Linked DNA regions of Sus scrofa: region 1 is linked to region 2. The links are chromatin contacts, called in public promoter capture Hi-C maps. All regions are on one chromosome and are shown on one strand. The core of a region is the stretch at or near the end of the contact, and the rest is flanking DNA. Distances in the headings are between cores, read along the strand shown.

Region 1 (6,504 bases), core at 2,164-4,663, 1.2 Mb before region 2:
CTAAATGTTTTACATATATTAACTAAGTTAATGGTCACAATAACCCTAAAAGGTTTGTGCTATTATTTCCATTTTATTAAAAAAAAAAAAAAAAAAAAAGGAAAAAGGCACAGAAAGGTTACGTAATATACCTACGGCCATAAGGCTAGTAAGTGGTAGAACCAGGATTTTTACTTAGGCAGATAGGCTCCATATTGTCTCTCTTAAGTGGAGATAAAGATTTGGGACTTATTATCACGTAGCAGTAGCTGATGACCTGGGTGTAAAAAAGGTTTGCCAAGGAGAGTATATAGCTGAGAGGAAGTCTGAGAATGCAAAGCAATAGAAGAATTTCAACTAACTATAGAGAAGGGGGATTAAATACGGTCCATAAAGAGCCTATTGCATTTGACAACTGGGTTATTACAGACCACTGTTAAACAACTGAAAGCAAGTGGCAGAGGCATGCAAAGGGGCATAGAGATAATGGGAGGTAAAGAAGAGAACACACATTAACTACTCGTACAAAAACCTGGCTGTGAAGTGAACAAATAGTAGGTTACAGGAAGCAGCAAGAGAGACTGTGGCTCAAAGGAGAAGTCTTCTTGCCCCTCTTTCTTCAACTGAAAGAACCATGAACATATCTATCATCAGAATAAGGGTACCAGAGGAGAAAGAACAAAGACTGAAGCTATAAGGGAAAAAAAGAGACTGCTAAGTTCTTGGATAATGTGAGAAGATAAGCGATCTTAAGTGTGAGCATGAGGTGGAAAAGTTGAGAGTTCATGTTTAGTGGCCTCTGTCTTCTCTGTGAAACAGAAGGTGAAGTCCACCACTGAGTGATGGACCCAAAGAAAACTTAAGTTTTTGGAATAGTTACTAAAAGGAACAGGGACATCAGCTAATAAATTAATAATAAAAACTTTGCTAAGATATAAAAACCCAGTGGAGACTAGAAGAAAGAAAAGCCATGTAAGTATACAGGGCATCGATTCTTCTGATTAAATAATTTCTCTTGCTGTGTTTATCAACTCTAGGAGAAAAGAAAAGGCAGATTTTATAACCAGTACAAGATTTGAAGTTTGCAGAATGGTTAGAACATGACAAGGTGGCAATAAAACATGCTGGTTAATTTTATATATAGGTCTTTGGATTAGAAAAGGAAGTGAGGGCAGTAGTGAACTGAGAGGCGGGGGGAAAAAGAAGCCAAGGAACAGGAAACATTAAGAATAAATAAGTGGTAGGAAAGGAGTCAGAGAGGTAGAAACATGAGAAGTTGCAGTAAGCTCCATGTGGGCAGAGATCATGTCTGCTTTGGTCTCCCATTTAGTTATAGTCAATAAACATCTACTGCCTGAAAAAGATTAAGATATTGGTCAAAGAATAAGATTTGCGTGTTAGGACAAAATTGAGTATGATCATTTGATGTGAGTTACTGAATAAAAATGGGAAGCAGGGTCCCTGAGGACAATACAGTCAATATACAATGAGGCTGAAGTAATGACTACAATATTAACGGTGTGGGTTAGCAAAGAGAAGATTCTGAAATGTGACAAAATCTACGTGTGAGGGACCAAAAAAAAAAAAAAAAAATGACAGTTGATAGTGAAAAAGAAATGAGTGGGTAGAGCAAGACAGCTGAGACATCAAAAGAGAAAAATTGTATTTGAAGGTGGAAAAAGTAATGCTTTGGGAACAGCAAGGAAAACCTCAGAGAACAATAGTTTTTCCCTTTCAGCCTTGAGACAAAGGATGGGAAAGGACGAGGATGTGGGAGAATAAGCAGCCACTGCCAGAGAAGTGGTGTCCTTGGGAAAATGCCAGGTTTCAGTTAAGGCCAGGAGGGGTAGGGAACATTGTGTGAAGAGGAACAGGGGCTCCAGAAGGCAGAGTAAAAAGGGGTGGGAGGAAAGCAGTGGGAGGATGAACCAGGAGGGAAAGTACAGAGCAATATGGGAATGAGATTATGAAGATATGAAGCTAGAAAGGCTTGTATTTTGGTCACTGCAAGGATGGTAAGGATGAGAGTCATGGAAATAATTCATGGTTAAAGGTTTGAATCAGAACTTTGGAACAAAGCAGTTTGGTATGATACTGGCTCAAGTGTTCTGATTTCTTACAGTTTCTTATATATTTTAATCAGAGAAACAGCAGATTCTTACCCAGTGAGACCAGGTTTCCATAATTCTCCATCATGACATCTTTATACAGGCTTCTCTGAGCTGGATCCAGATAATCCCACTCCTCCTGGGTAAAAAACACAGCCACATCCTCAAATGTCAGCAACCCCTGAAATAGTATGATTTCTGTAGTCAGTTCTTGTTGTCTCAAGGACAATTCTAGCACTGAAAGTAGCAGAAGCAATCACTTATCAGGGCTGGGTAGGCTAGGAGGCACATGATAACTAAGAGTTCCAAACTGGGCTCAATTCTGGAACAGACTGAATTCTATTGCTGCATCTTTGCCTTCTGTAGTGAGGAGGCCTAGGATAAGGCTTTCTGGCTTATCAATTATTCCCCAATATTATAATTCTAGCAAACTGACCCAAGGCCTTCCCAAGTTTCCTGCACCTCATTGCCCCGCTCCAATTCTCTATTAGCACTGGCTTGAGACCCTTTTCACTTCAATTCCGTTAAGTTCTCCATGCGTCTACCTTGGGTCCAGGCATCGCAGCAGGTGCATTAGACACAGGAGAGGGTCAAAAAAGGTACCTCACCTGAAAGAACTCATAAATGAGAACACTAGTTTGGAGCACTACTCATTTTCTTTAGCTAATTTATCCAGTCGCTCTCAAAAAAGGAGCCAGTGGATAGTGTGGTCATGACCGGCACCCTGGTGCATTAAAGGGGTACTCCCTCGCACCAAGCTGGCCCTAAAGACCGCAATCTGGCGGGGGCGGGGGGGGAACACGACCGACGGTGGCGTGGCCTAGTTGGGTAATGGCGAAAGAACACGAATACCCGGAGGGGCGACCTACCTTCGGCTCTGTCGGGGGGCTCGGGGAGGCCATCTCTCCGACAGAAAATCAGGGCAGGAATCCGGGGTAGCCGCACGAAAAGGAGCCTCTAGCAAGGCCTACGCCGCCGCTGAAGATGAGGCCCGACGAAGGCGAGGCCTCCAGGCTGGATATGGCCAGGTCCTGCCTCGGTCCCCGAGCGGTCACGACCCCAGCAGCATGTCAGATGCGCTTCTTGGCCGCCCCCTAACCCCGAATGCCTCCCCTGCCTAGTTACGCAGGCCTTCCAGGCCGCGCTAGAGCCTCCTCCCGGCTGCCTGCTCCTTTTGCTTTCAGCCAAAGAGCTCTATGACCGCCCGCCCGGACCAGAAGGCGTCACCCAGAACCCTCCCGGGACTCCCCCCAACTACAACTCCCGTCAGGCTCAGAGGGAGCGCCCGGGTTCAGTCTCAGCCGCAACGGCTACCGGACTACATTTCCCGGAGTGCAAAGGGCTAGGGAGCATGGTGAGGCTTAGAGGAAAAAGGGAATGCTTGACACTAAGCTTACGCCTGATTGGCTGGTCTTGGCGCGTCACTGCCGGCGGGGGGCGGTGTTTTGTTTCGAAGTTCTCCTCGAAGATGGCGGCACGGTGGGTCTCCGGTCTTGCCAGAAGAAGCCTCACGTGTGCAGTCTCTGGGGCGCCACGCAGAGAATTTTGGTCTCCATTCAGGTAAAGCGGAAAGTGATGGTGGTTCAAGCTCACAGAAAATAAGGAGAGAAACTGAGAAGGATGAAGAGGAGAATTCGGAAGGGAGCGTCATGCTATTAAGACAGGAACCTCCTCCTGCGTCTTGCTAGGGAAGGGACGATAAAGTGCGTTAGGGTTCTGAGTTGAGAAACAAGCACCAGGTTCCGCGAGTGGTGGTCCAGTCACTTCCTTTGACCTCAGTTTACAAATCTTAGAACCGAAATACTTTCCCCTTTCCCTTTCATTTCACCCGTTAATTTATTAAGCAAGCAGTACCGACCATGCGCTCTAGGCACCTAGTGGAGTAGGATCTCAGGAAAGGAATGACTCGTTTCCGACGGTCAATTCAGAACAGGAATATGAACGTGCTTGATGAACTAAATTCGTTTGCGGCGTTTATTTCTTCACAAGCAGAACTCCTCATTGTGTTCGTTTGTTAGTTCATTGGTTCATTCAACCGATACTAGTCGCCAGCTCAGGCCCAGCATTTCTCTAAATACAGCAACAGAAACAAAGCCCCTTCTCTGAGCATAAGTACTCTGACATATGAGGAAACTGAGGGCCCACAGAGAGAAAGTTTTTTTTGCTAAATGTCAGAAAGCAACTTAATGACAGGTGGATGTGGAACCCAGGTCTCTTAACTCGTCCATCAAACTGCTTTTCCCACAGCGCCATGTGGAATTTTGTCAAGATAAATCTTTTTGACTCAGGAAGTGTTATGACATCAAAACTTAGAGGAACATCAGGGAACAATGTATGCCCTCTTAAGTTTCAGACATAAACTCTTTCAGTAAAAGGATTTTTGTTATCAGCTCATGTATTTATTAGCTTCCCCTCTTTTGGTTAATGTTTATTATTATCTTTCAAATCTCCTTTTAAGTTTGTTTTATTTACTTACTCACCAAGTTTTGCTAGAGTGTCTGCTATATGCAGTGTCTAGATGTGAGGGATACGGTTGTTAAAACAGACCAAATCTTTATTCTCATAGAATATGTCTTTTGGCGGAGGAAAAAATGAACAAATGTAGAATATAATTTCAGAAAGTGGTAAATTATGAGGAAAACTAGAACAGTATAAGGTGTACCTTGGAGCTACTGAGGTTTGTTTTCCAACAAACAAAGGGTTAGGGTTAGGTAAAGTGAATATCTCAAAGCATGTTAAAGGAATTTTTTGGTTTCCCTGTGCATTTAAAGTTATGCTTACTATCTGTAGTGTGTTAAATGTGCAATAGCATTATGTCTAAAAAAGCAATATACATACCTTAGCTTAATACTTTAATGCTTAAAAAAAATGCTACGCATCATGTGAGCCTTATGCTGGTGTGTCTTGTCTAGATGTTGGTGGCTGTTGATAGTTCAAGGCAGTGGTTGATGAAAGGTGAAGTGTCTGACAATTCTTTAAAATAAGACAAAGAATTTAGCTGCATCACTTGGCTCTTTCACAAATGATTTTTTGTAGCATGAAATGATATTTGATAGCATGTTATCCACTTCTTTCAGTATTGCAATCAATTCTCTGAAATTCTGCACCTTTTTTTTTTTTTTTTTGGCTGCCTCTCTGCACATGGAGTTCCCCGGCCAGGGATCAAATCAAAGCCATAATTAAGACTAAGCTGCACCTGCAACAGCACTGGGTTCTTAACCCACTGTGCTGGGCCAGAGATTGAACCTGTGTCTTAGTTCTCTGACCCCATTGTGTCATAGCAGAACTCCTCTGCACCTTTTTATCAACTAAGTTTATGTAGCATTCTAAATCCTTTGTTGTGTTTTCAGCAATCTTCATGGCATCTTTACCAAGAGCAAATTCCATCTCAAACTTTTTTTTTTCCTCATCCATAAGAAGCAACTCCTCAACGTTGAGGTTTTATCATGCGATGGCAGCGTTTCAGTTACATCTTTTAGGGTCTACTTCTAATTCTGGTTCTCTTGTTCTTTCCACTACATTTGCAGTTACTTCTCCACTGAGAACTAGCAAAACGTAACAGAGCATGAAGTAAGCAAATGCTGTTGGAAAAATGGCACTCATAGACTTGCTTGATGCAGTATTGCTGCAGGCCTTCAGTTTGATATCTGTGATATTTTATGTCTTATGAAGGCATAACATGAGGTGTGCTTTTATAAGAGATAACTGAGATGAAAGGAATATTTCATTATGATGTACTGGAGTAGTTTGAGGAGAAGGTGGGAGGTGAGGAAGTAGAGACCATTAAATATAGGCAACTCTTGAGAAGTTTTGTTGTAAAGGAAGCTGGAGCGAAACATGGATTTTAGGAGGAATGTTTTTAAAGATGGGAGATACTGCAGTATATTGTGTGCCATAGGAATACTCTAGTGAGATAGGGAGTAATTGATAAAGAATTGATGCAGAGGAGGTTCCGTTGTCGTGGTGCAGCAGAAACGAATCCGATTAGGAACCATGAAATTACGGGTTCCGTTGCTGGCCTCGCTCAGTGGGTTAAGGATCTGGTGTTGCCCTGAGCTGTGTTGTAGGTTGCAAACATGGTTCGAATCTGATGTGGCGCAGGCTGGCAGCTGTAGCTCCAATTCAACCCCAAGCCTGGGAACCTCCATGTGTTGTTGGTGAGGCCCTAGAAAGCAAAAAAAAAAAAAAAAAGAGAATTGATGTAGAGAGAGTCTTTTGAGTAGGCAAAGAGGAATGGTATTATAATTTTTTTGGGGGGGAGGCGAGGGGCTGGACCATTCATTTCTAGTGTACTCCAGTTTCTGTAGAGATGACAATCCCAATCAGATGCCAGCTCCATAGAAGACAGGAGTTAGTTAATGAACAAATATTAAGCACTGAAATAATGCGTCACAGATTCCTTCACATTGGCCCTGAT
Region 2 (6,782 bases), core at 1,235-3,734:
ACAACTGATGAGCTAGTACTTGGCTGTCATTGACAGGATTATTGGTTCAAGTTCTGCTTTAGAGTAAAAATACTTTCTTAATTTTGGCAAAGGTCAGCTCTTCATGTCTTTATTTGGCTGACAATTTGATTTAACACGTTGGCAGAAATTATGGGCATTTTAAGACACTTCTGTCATGTCTGAGCATGTCTGTCATGTCAGAAAAACAAGTTATATATGGAATTACATTAAAGTGACTTAGAGGCTACAAAACAGGAGCGTAGGTGGAAACACGGTAGAGGAGTAATTGCACTTGGGCTCAAGGTCCAGTTCTGTTAACAATATGCGGTGTGCACCTAGGCTATTTCAGCTCTGATTTTCTGTAAAATAAGAAAAATGGAGGGAGTTCCTCTGTGGCTCAGAGGGTTACAAACCCGACTACTATCCATGAGGATGTGGGTTCGATCCCTGGCATCACTCAGTGTGTTAAGGATCCGGCATTGCCATGAGTTGTAGTGCAGGTGGCAGATGCAGTTTGGATCCCCTGTTGCTATGGCTGTGGCATAGACTGGCAACTGCAGCTCCATTTTGACCTGGGAACTTCCATATGGTGCAGGTGTGGCCTTAAAAAGCACACACCCACCGACCCACACACAAAGAAATATGTAAACAGTAGGCCATGTTGATTTATTCAACAAGTGGAGGGCCAACAATGTGTTAGACACTGTTCTGAACTTTAATACCTGTTACTTTAGACTCTAAGTGATCATCAGAGTCAGAGAAATTTTTCATACCTTTTGAGAAATAAGCTTAAATTTTTATCTCAGTTATATTTATATATACTTTGTCTCTTAATTCTTAGCATTTAGCACAGTAACAGCTATGTAGCTGGTGTTCAGGAAATGTTTGTTGAATGAAAAGTCGTAGGCTGAGTGCTAAGTCCAGAGAGTGAGCAGGGTCAAAGTTTAGGTTCTTGGAGTAAGGAGTTCATACTCATGAGTCTCTGTTCTTTAATTCCTCATTTGTCTGTCAGAGAGTTCACTGAGTGGTATGGAGATAAGAACACTGGACTAGGAGAAGAGACCTAATTAAAAATTTTGGCTCTACCGCTATTTACTTTTATTAGTCCAAGAAATCCATTCTTCAGGGTTCTTTTTTCTTTTCTTTTTTTAGCTCAAATATATATATATGTATATGCATGTATATACATATATATTTAGTTATAATGCTTTTTGTAAACTTCTATAGATGAAAATCAAAACCACTTTGTTAATTAAGGAATGCTATAAATGCAAAAGTACCATCATCATCAACTAATTACAAAACAAGCCAGTGTAGTAAATGCTCCAGTAATTCTAACTATAGAAAACTAGTGGTGCTGTAGTCACAAGCAAAGAAGAGTAATTTTGATTAAATCCAAAGTGTTGATTGTTTGGTAAGTTGTCACTGATGGTGACAGTTGAGATGCTATCCAAGTAGAGAAGAGAAGCTTCCATTCAGGCAGCAGGGAAGTTGAAGGAAAGGCAAGGGGTAGGGAGAACCACAGAAGAGCCAAGTACCTCCTGATTACTTGGCAGTGATTGTGTGGCTACCACTTGGGGCATGTGCCTTGGCTGGGTTGGAGAGCTAACCCAGCTCAGGTTAAGTTCCTCAACTACTTGGCTAACGAATTTTGTAATTATTCTGTAAGAGTGATCCACGCATTAGCAGCAATCACTCTCGCACTGAGTTTTCACTTTACAACGTGCTCTTCCAGTCCATCCCATATCTATTCCGTACAGGAGCCAAAGAAACAATTAGGGTTAAGTTATTGACACATTCCACTGAAACCCAGAGAAGTGGTTCTTTTATAATGCAGGAATTAGTGCAGAAAGAAGAGGTAGCAGGCAAGGAGGCTAGTGATGGAGGTTCAGGCCACAACTCAGGCCAAGAGGCCCTTGAGTTTGAGGCAGGGGCCAAGGCGTGGCAGATTGTTTAGTGCCTCCCCAGCGATGCCCCCTCCTACTCACCCTCGCCTCCTCCAGGACTCACTTCCTAGGGGTGGCTCCAGGAGGGACGAGCCCCGCTGGCCCGACCCTCTCACCAGGTCAGGCCACTACATCCGGCTGGGATAGAGCCCACCGTGCTAAAACTAGCGGAATCCCTCAGAAGGCCGTCCCAGTCTCTCGACTGTACAGCCTTCTGGGAATTGTAGTTCTCATCTTCTAAAACACAGGAGTGCACCCGCCCTCCGCCCTTTCTATCCCACAGGTCCCCGCGCGCAGCGGAATCGGTGGACTCGGGCCAAGAGCCTGATGGGAAAAGAGTTCTGGGCGCCCGCTGTCCTGATCCTTGAAAATGGCCCAGGACTACATTTCCCTAGATGCTCCGAGGTGGGCAGGACCCGGAAGTGAGGATGTGAGAGGCCTCTCTGGAAATTGTCCCGGGTGTTCGCCGCTGGAGCTCCGGGTCGAGAGGACGAGGTGCCGCTGCCGGGAGAGTCTTCCGCTACCGCCGGCTCCCGGAGCCCAGCCCTTTCCTAACCCAACCCAACCCTCTCCAGTCCCAGCCGCCAAGGCCCGTCCCTGCCGCGGACCCCGGCTTTACCATGAATCCTGCCGTCTTCCTATCCTTACCCGACCTCAGATGCTCCCTCCTGCTCCTGGTGAGTGAGTGAAGGAATGACAGACCCTTCGACTGACTCACGGACGTCCTCCCCCGCTAGCCAAGAGGCTTACAGCTGCCCCGACTCCTGCTTTCCTATCTTTTCTTCTAGTGGCGAGGAGTGCACCTTCTCCTGCTGCCTTCATTCTCGACATCCGTCTGTCCGCTTCCCAGGCCCGGGGTTCCCAAGGCCTGAGAAACCACTGTCGGAGGTTGGGACCTGTGAACAGGAGAATTAGCCCTGAATGAAGGATCTTTGGGAGGGTGACGGCTAGTAGCGCCCCTTCCCACGGAGTTCGGAGGTTGTTTTGGTCTAAAGGGCTCGTGGACTTCGTGGTAGCCTAAGTCCAAAAGGACGGGGGATAGACCTACTGCTCCCTCCCACCCCCTCCTTTTGGGAAAAATGTGAGGCCGACAGGTGCTGGGGTCGTGTGAATCTCTCTAGAGCCCTGAAACGGTGCCCGGTTTGGCGGAGCCCTCTGTTGTGGCTTGATACGATTGGTTGGGAACCCGGAACTGGAAACTGGTCTGGTGTCCACCGGGGGAGTAAAGGTTTGAAGGGTGGAGGCTTTGATTACCAGAAAGCCTCAGCTCAGGGCCTCACTCACGTCTTGTTTCACTGCCCCCCACCTGAAATATAAGCACATTTGTTCTTTAGTGCTCCTGATTTGTGAATGACCTGGTCTTCTGTATACATACGCACTTACTCTTTAACTCTCTCACCGGCTCAGTACCATCCCATCTTGTAAAGGAATCTTCCCCTGGTCCTTCTTCCTCCAAAGTACATCTTTGTGCAACCTAAGTAATCCAAGCTGCAGGTCACATTGAGGCAAAAGTGAAAGACTAACTCCATATGATAAAATGATATACCTTTAATTGTTGTTATAATACAATACTTGAAAATACTTTAATCAGTTTATTTTTTAAAAGCTGAATTTAAGGTGAACATTAAGTCATAATCACTCTTTATATTGTGAGAAACATAATTGACATATAGCTGGTTACTGGCAGAACTGGAATTTGAAGCAGGTCTATGGACTCTCAGTGCTTATTCTACCATATTATGTTAAATTTTTAATATTTGCGTTTGAAATAATTTCTCTCTCTCTATACCTTCTCTTCTTGTTTCCCCTTCTCTTCTCTGTGCTTCCTCTTTCTTTGTGATTTCCAAATCATATGCAAAAGCCATACACAGTACTTGAACCTTTTCAGAGAAAGTATTATAAAAAACTAAAGTGGATGTCATAGTTCTTCCTAGAACTAAAAGTTGAATATGAACATGGTAGTGCTAAATGATAAAAGTGTCTTATTGTCACTTAAAACTAAAAGTAATGAGTAGCTTCTGTGTAGAGGAAAATACTCTTTGTAGAGCTGTTTCTAGGCAATTGCATTATATACTGTGGGTCTCTCCTTCCAAAAATACTGAAGTAGTACTCATTGTTATTAGAGACCATTCTCTCTTTAAGGATAATAGATAGTAGTCTTTTCCTTACCCATAAAAGGGTCAGAATTATGAGTTCTCTGCCAGGAATTACTTTTAGGATACAAAAAAAAAAGGGTAAAAATCTTAAGAGATTAGAAAGAAAAGTTGAAATACTGAATAGAAAAATTACATCAGAGTCACCATTTATTTGTAGAGCTAAGTTGAAGGAAAAAGAATTTGAAATAACTCATCCTTTTTATAGAAAACCTGCAAATCCTGTTAAGCATGAAAAAGAATTTTTTCTAATATAAAATCTAGTTAATGTACACTTATTTCTTTAAGTAAATGTAGAGGAATAGAAGACATTTTAGAGAATAAATGTACAGGTTAATAAGCTGCCAAATAAAGCCCAAGAAAAGGTTTAGTAACCCAGAGTTACAAGTTGAGCTAGATTCAGTTTGGGTGTTTTTAATGTTTACTGAAGTAGTTTTAATAATACGCTAGTTAGCAAATATTTATAGAATGTCTGTCTAATCACAATTTGAATTACTTATCTAACTAGCAGTTCTGTTCTAGTGATGGAACTTGCTTATTCTATATCTCACCTGTCTAAAAATATCCTTTATCTTCCCCAACATACTCTGTTCCTCCTCCCTCCAACTCCCCATCTCAAACTTCAGGTTTATTACTTCCCATGTACAGCCATTGAATATCCAAGTTCCCACCTAGCTGAGGTCATTTTTTCCACAAATGGTCTGCTCTAAAAAGCGGTATATTGTCTTACCACAATATTTTTTTTTTCAGGCAAACTATACCTTAGCCCTAAAGAAGTGGATCAATTGAGATTTAGTGCTGTTCATAAGATTATAGCTGAAACATGAAATCCTAAACTTCTGTAGACAGGTTTTTTTTTTTTTTCCTTCTTCTTCCTTTTGTGATCTCAAAAGCATTTTGGTACCTATCATTCAATGCCTAAAAAGCCTTTCTGGGATGGGTAGCTAAACACAGAACCTCAATGTGATAACTTTTTTCCCTTGATATTTAATGTATACATATATTTAAAGTTGGATCTTAGAGGATGGGTTCTTTTATTTCAGGCTTGCTTTATAAAACACCCCCATTGCCTTTAAATTATTTTTAAACTCCACTGAATTTGCAATATGTGTTCGATAAAGTGGGATAGTATAATGCACTGATTTTGGATAAATCAGAAAAGAAATTTTGAGTCAGCTAGCAAATGCAAAGAGGCCATAATCCTCCTTATACCATTTCTATACCTCATTGTATATATTGTTTCTGTTATAGTTTGAATTGGTCTAATAGATGTGTGATTACGACTTTGTGAACTATATAGTCTCTGCCTCCATAACTGTTAAATCGTATTTTATGGATGATTTGATTGCCGGAGACAGCAGTGTTTCTCTGCTAAAGCCCCAATGTATGTTAATACCTGGATTGGGAAATTGCTTCCCAGTAGTGTGTGCTTTTAAGGAGAGCTGCTTGAATTAGAGAAAAGCACCTGGCCAGATGTATCAGAGCATAATATTTTCATTTTTCTATGTGACAATCATTACTTGGCAGCTCATAAGTAAGATAAGGGAGCATTTCATTTATCACTCTAACCAAAGAATCAGTTATTTATTAATTAGCCCATTTCTGCTTATCTTTCTATCTGAGATGGGTTTATTCAGGATTAAAAGTGACCATTTTCTGCTTTAGTTATTTCTTAGCAGTTGTTCTTCCTGCATTGGCTATGTACAATAGTTTTAAAAAGGTAAGATAAGAGAAATAAGACTAAATTGAAATGAACTGCCTGATATAGCCTAGATAACCTATTCTGTGGTTCAGAGATTTGTAACATTCCACTCCAGTTGTTTTATTGAGGACATTTTCTCATTAATATCTTGATGGTTAAGTTTATAGATCATAAGTTGTTACTAGCCTAATTGCCTTGTGCCTGGACATTAAGTCTTTTGCCATTATTGCTCCTGGTTTGTTCAATATAAATAAGAAGCAAAGAAAAGCTTGCTTAGGTTAGGAAAATAAGTAAATCAGAGAGCTAAATAAACATTTATTTAAGTAAACTATAAGTACCTTGAAAATAAGTACAGCAGAATTCAGAGATGTCAGTTTTACCATTAGAGCCAATAATAAATACTGATTCTTCACTTCAAGAAGAGTGCTTTTGGAGACATGTAGTTCCATTCATAGCTCAGTAAGTTATTTATCCTCTTCATATGACTTGCCCCAGATCAGTGGTTTGTAAAACACCTGGTTGTTCATTAGAACCACCTGGGGAAGTTTTAATAAAATGATGTCTAGGCCCTTTACCAGGCTAGTTATGTCTCAGGGGCCCAAACATTTTTGGTTGGTTTTGTTTTCAAATTCCCAGGTCATTTCTTCTTTCTTTAGTATGGCTCTCTAAAAGATAAGGATTAAACAACAAAGAAAAAACAAAATATCATTATCACATCTAGAAAATTGGCAGAAATTCCTTTATATTATCAAATTTCTAATCAATGTTGAGATTTTCTTGTTTCAAAGAAAAAAAAAATTTTTAACACGTTGCATGTACAAAACAGGATCCATGTAAAGTCCAGGCATACCAGTGGGTTATTTGTCTAAAACTTTATGGATTCTCTATCTCATGTTTTTTTTCTTGTAACTTATTGATTGAGGAAACTGGGTCCTCTGTCCTATAGAATTTCCCATATTCTGAATATTACTGATTGTATCC

The links. Promoter capture Hi-C pulls out the DNA fragments that hold promoters and counts their contacts.
Region 1: a promoter capture Hi-C map of liver shows a contact between it and region 2, with 2.9 times the contacts expected there. The contact joins the promoter of ZNF189 here to the promoter of ERP44 in region 2. A contact is called at or near these places in 1 of 5 promoter capture datasets (liver) and 1 of 47 Hi-C or Micro-C datasets (embryonic fibroblasts).

Annotation. Positions count from the first base shown.
Region 1 is chr1:243,103,820-243,110,323 of Sscrofa11.1, reverse strand. ZNF189 (zinc finger protein 189) reads right to left here and starts at 3,413. Exons shown (of 4, transcript XM_005652705.3): 1 at 2,957-3,413; 2 at 2,142-2,226. The coding sequence starts at 2,989. MRPL50 (39S ribosomal protein L50, mitochondrial) reads left to right here and starts at 3,493. Exons shown (of 2, transcript XM_003122043.4): 1 at 3,493-3,647. The coding sequence starts at 3,556.
Region 2 is chr1:241,893,134-241,899,915 of Sscrofa11.1, reverse strand. It overlaps ERP44 (endoplasmic reticulum protein 44), which reads left to right and starts at 2,484. Exons shown (of 12, transcript NM_001137629.1): 1 at 2,484-2,623. The coding sequence starts at 2,567. INVS (inversin) reads right to left here and starts at 2,231. Exons shown (of 17, transcript XM_021066620.1): 1 at 1,989-2,231.